Linked DNA regions of Mus musculus: region 1 is linked to region 2. Evidence: chromatin contacts called from public HiCAR-type data. All regions are on one chromosome and are shown on one strand. The core of a region is the stretch at or near the end of the contact, and the rest is flanking DNA. Distances in the headings are between cores, read along the strand shown.

Region 1 (2,700 bases), core at 51-2,550, 390 kb after region 2:
GCTCATAACCATCTGTAACTCCAGATCCCGAGGATCTGATGAACTCTTCTGGCCTTCTGGGGCACCAAGCAAGAATGTGACAAATAGACGTACATACAAAATATTCATATGCATAAGATGTATGAATTAATTTTTATAAGAAACTTAGTTATTTCTCTGAAATATTTTATTTTTTGATATTTCTCTTTTGTTTATTTTGAGACAGGGTCAGGGTCTCTTAAAGCCCAGAGTAGCCTCAAACTCTCCACGAAGTCTGCGAATGACCTTGAACTTCTGATCCTCCCACACCCATGGCTGCTGGCTAGAGCTCTTTCACCATGCCTGGTTTTGGCAACCAAAAGATTAGCTGAATCCAGGACATTCTGGCTGCTGGCCAGCACTGTACCAACCAAACTACACCCCCAGCCTTTGTTTACTTTTTTTCCCCTAATCTTCTTTAAGAGGGTTTTCAAACTGACCTCAAATTTTTCTTTTCTTTTTTCTTTTTTCCTTAGGATTTCTCCCCCCCCCTTTTTTTATATATAGTCAACTTTTTAAACAATTTATTTATTTATGTATTTGTATGCATGTGAGTACACAGTTGCCGTCTTCAGACACCCCAGAAGAGGGCACTGGATCCCATTACAGTAAGCCACCATGTGGTTGGTGGGAATTGAACTCAGGACCCCTGGAAGAGCAGTCAGTGCTCCCAACCACTAAGCCATCTCACCAGACCTCTTTAGGGTTTTCAAGATGATTTTTGTAGCTCTGGCTGACCTGGAATATATTGTGTAAACCAGGCTGGCCTCAAATTCAGAGACCACCTCCCTCTGCTTCTGCCTCTTGAGTGCTGGGATTAAAAACGGGTTCTATACACACACACACACACACACACACACAGAGAGAGAGAGAGAGAGAGAGAGAGAGAGAGAGAGAGAGCATTGATATCTAACTTTTCAAGCTCCCTCCCCCTTTCCAAATTCTAGGACCACAAACAGGCATGTGTAGCGGTACTTTGGCTAACCACGTTGCTCCCGGATGGTCACATGTGCTCGCTTCACCCCACCCTCCCCACACACACCAGTTACTTTTAATACACCTTTACTAGCCCAAAGGCTGGGCAGTTCTAATCCTTCCCGCAGCTAGCAAACAATCCCCTCTGTTACTCCCGAGTAAACATCTTTTAAAATCTCTATTTTATCTCTGCTACCTCAAACACAGCTGTGGAAGTGGCCCGTGTGGCCACTTTCCCTGATTCTCACATGTCAGCTGGCCTTTAGGTCTCCTCTTCCTTCTTCCCCATCATGGCGATCTCTTTCTCCTCCCTCTCTCCCGGCTTGCCTCCAAGTCCCGCCTCAGTCTACCTGCCCAGCCATTGGCTATTGGTTCTATATTGATCGACCAAAAGCCAATTGAGAACAAGGACCTTCAGGGTTTGGCCCTGCAGATTCCCGATTTAGGGGACTGAATTAATTCAAAGCATTAGAACCAATTCCCAACAGGCATGTGTCAAGCTATGCACACAATTTTAACATAACAACTCCAAAACTAAAATTACGGTTGGTAGTATGAAAGTGAATATATAATGAGCAATGAGAAAATTAATTATCTATGGATTATCATGTAATTTCTGAAATATTTATATCAATGCTTACCTGTAAAATATGATGTAGGGTTATCTTTATTGAGGTGGGGAACTTGCCCATTGCAGTGGCACTAGTCCTTGGGAAGGGGATTCTGGGTAGTGTAAGAGTGGAGAACGCAATCTGACCTCAATCATGTGAGCAAGCCTTCGGTGCAGTCCGCTCTTGACTGCAGATACAATGTTATCGCAAACTCCCGCCTCTGTGGCTTCTCCACACAGTTCCACACCAGAGCTGTGTGCTAGAACAAACCCTGTCTCCTCCATGTTGCTTCCGTCCGAGCATTTTATCACTGCAAGACTTAAGAAGCCATCAACTTAAAGAAAATCAAATTCTGCTTTTGTTCACAGCCCTGTGCCTCTGTGGTGCATTTTCACCATTGTTTGGTGAAATTTTTCCCTTTAAAAATAAAACCTTGCTAGACGGTGGTGGCGCACCCCTTTAATCCCAGCACTTGGGAGGCAGAGGCAGGCGGATTTCCGGGACTACACAGAGAAACTCTGTCTCGAAAAAAACATTAGATAGATAGATAGATAGATAGATAGATAGATAGATAGATAGATAGATAGATAGATAGATAGATAGATAGATTAAAAAAAAACCTTATGTGACATCAATGAGAGGAGAGGTCCTTGGTCCTGTGAAGGCTCCATGTCCCAGTGTAGGGGAATGCCAGGACAAGGAAGCTGGAGTAGGTGGGTTGGTGAGCAGTGAGGGGGGATAGAATAGGGGGTTTTCAGAGGGGAAATGAGGAAAGGGAATAACATTTTAAATGTAAATAAAGAAAATATATAATAATAAAATAAATGAAAAATAAAATAAAATAAATAAAACGTTATAAATAAATCCATTCAATCTCAGTCACCTTCTTTGAGCCCATGAAAATACACATTCAGGTCCTGTCTTACACTTCTCTTTCTTCTTGTGGAACAATTGGCCATTTCAATTTAGGAAAAAAATCATTCTCTTGCCTCTTTAACAGAAATAAATCCTGCATTCTTTGAATGATTTTTCTGTGACGTTATTTCTCTTCACCTTCATTTTTTTCTAGTGTTTTTATTTATATGTGTTGATTTTA
Region 2 (2,700 bases), core at 93-2,592:
ATAGTAATACTAATTATATAAAAATGGTGGGATAAATAATATTAGCTTGGGCATGAGACTCATGAATGTTTTAATTCTGGCATCTTCCCTAGGCATCTTACTTCAACATCTTTTTAAAAATGTTTTATTTTAAATTATGTGTGTGTGTAGTTGTGACTATATGCATGTGTTTGCAGGGGTCCTCAGAAGCCAGAGGAGGGTGTTGGGTCCCCTGGAGCTGGAGTTACAGGTGGTTATGAACTGCCCAGCTTGGGTGCTAGGAAGTGAATTCAGGTCCTCTATAAAAGCAATTCATTCTCTTAGCCATTAGGTCATCAGCTCTCCAGCCCCCATTGTACTATATCTTCTTACTCCTAGCCAGTCACTCTTCCGGGCGTGGGGTTTTAAAGATAAATATTCTTTGGACCTTGTCTTCAAAAGATATCCAGTCCTTGTTGAGAGCTAGCTGGTAAAGAGCATTGAGCACTTGGCATGGAGACACACTACAGCACCTGGGAGACTCAAACCAGAGGATGAAGGGTTTGAAGCTAGCTTGGGCTACATAGTGAGTTCTAGATTAGCTTGTTCTACAGAGAAATAGAGATAGATAGATAAATAGACAGATAGACAGACAGACAGACAGAGACAGAGAGTTGAGGCTGAATGGAGATGCTGGCCACAGCATCCTGCAGATGATTTCAGACTGTATTTAGCAAGAAGTTTTGGTATCTGAAGACCATGCTATGGAATTGGGAGCAAAAACCCCAAAGTTGCCCTTTGGCCTTCATGTGAGCATGTATCTGCGCGCACACACACACACACACCACTAATAATGAATTAAAAAAACAGAATTCTGGATGAGGGTTTAGAGAACTCTGATTCAGATGGTAGATGGTAAATTTTAGAACTCAAACATTCATTTTTTTATTATTAGATGTAAAGGTTAAATCAGTAATTAACTTCAATATAAAGAATATTAAATCTCAGACCAAAATACACATGGGAATTCTGTTTTTAATTTGACCTCTTCCTTCCTTCAGTTTCTTCAGTGGCCGGCCTGGGCCTGGTACTCACGGCAATCCTCCTACCCTAGTCCCCTGAGTGCTCTGATTACAGATGTGCTCCACACCAGGCAAGTGACAATGTAAAACCTTTCAAATGGAAAGAAGTTTCATCTGCAAAGCTGTCAAGAGAGGGGTCCTGCCATCCTCTGGGAGTTCCTTGAAACATAAAATAGAAAGAAAATGAGGAAGGAAGAAAAGGGACGTCTCTGATTGTTGGCCCAGATTCCAGGCCTTCCACTCTTAAGCTTTTGGAGGAACAAACTGTTCAGCTTTTCCATCTTGCATTAGGCAGGGCACATGCCCTTCTTTTTCATGGAGATGTCTCCATTAGAAAGGGCCCAATAGAGGCCAGGTGTGTGTCTCAGTAGGGTGCTCACCTCCTGTGCAGGAGACCTTGGTTCAAACAGCAACATTGCTTAAAACAGGTGTGTACTGCAAGGTACCTGTAATTCTGACCCTTGGGTGGTGGACTGCTAACATCAGAAGTTCAAGGCCATTCTCTGCTACATAGTGAGTTTGAGAATGCTCTTGGGTACCTGAGACCCTTCATTGTTGTTTGTTTTAAGGCCCCGGAAGTAGGTATCCTTTAGTGAGCTGTGTCACACAGGAAAATGTAGCATAAGATAGCATGAGCTCAGCCTCCATGGCTGTTGGAGGATCTGCAGGCAACAGCATCTGTCTGTCCAGTACAGGACTACAGAGCAGTGAGGCTCTGTCATTATGTCTTTAGGGGATCTCTGTCTCTACTTTTCTCTGCCATTTCTGTTGCTTAATCCTGACTGTCCTCACAGTCACGGGGCTGGAGTCCAGCCCTCTGATATCATATCCACTCTCTTAACAAGAGCCTCATGACCTCTTGGTGATAAGTCCCCTAAGCCAGCAGTCAGGCATTTATGATTCTCACTTATCAAAAAATGTAAAAGATCCATAAGGTCGTTCCAACTGTGCATTTCTGTCCAAGTGCCCTGCTATCTTGGGGAGAAGGGGCCAATTTCCAGAAGCCCTGGCTTCAGTCCAGGTGTAAACAAAATGGCAGAGCCTGAAGCCACCCCTAGGATGTGCCCAGGGAGCTGGCCTCACCTGTCCATCTTGGTTTTTAAGACCCTCAACTGCAACCTTCCTCTCCCTTTATTTCAGAGACTTATATGGCATATTTTACATTTTCCAAAATTCCTGCTGCTACTTTAATAGTCATTTATTTTTTTATATGCCATAAAGTATTTTTCCATGCTGGGAATACATCAACATTTTCATAGTTTGAAATTGTCTCAAAATAAGAGCTTTTAAAAGAATAAAGATCCTAAAGTTTTATTGAGGCATGAGTGTTAATTTACATAAATGTAAATTATTACTTATGTAGTTCTTGAAATGCTTAGGTCTCCCCCACCCCGACTTAGTATTTTTAGTTAAGTATTTCCATGTGCTGTGTTAGCTTTCTGTTACTGTAAGAAAATCCTCAGGGGTAAAGTTTACATAAAAAGAAGGACAGCTTGGGTTGGGGATGTGATTGCGTTGGTTGAGTGCTTGCCTAGAACATACAAGGTGCTGGATTCAGTCTTCAAGTACCTTATAAATGAGGGGTGGTAATACACATTGGAATCTTACCCAAAACTTGGAAGACAGATGCAGGACTCTCAGAAACTCAAGGTTATCCATG

What was found. HiCAR-type assays count read pairs that join an accessible place to other places.
Region 1: a contact with region 2 is called in a HiCAR-type map of embryonic stem cells, with 2.6 times the contacts expected there. The contact joins the promoter of Platr4 here to the enhancer-like site in region 2.

Annotation. Positions count from the first base shown.
Region 1 is chr3:41,491,899-41,494,598 of GRCm38.p6, forward strand. It overlaps Platr4 (pluripotency associated transcript 4), which reads right to left and starts at 1,301. Exons shown (of 2, transcript NR_040385.1): 1 at 1,190-1,301.
Region 2 is chr3:41,098,474-41,101,173 of GRCm38.p6, forward strand. No RefSeq gene overlaps it. Among named protein-coding and RNA genes, the nearest start is that of Pgrmc2, 17 kb to the left of the region's middle. Within about 2 kb of position 1,343, at least 9 of the 459 cell types and tissues checked have an H3K27ac peak or open chromatin away from gene starts, as enhancers often do. A contact at or near this core is called in embryonic stem cells, where this site is marked.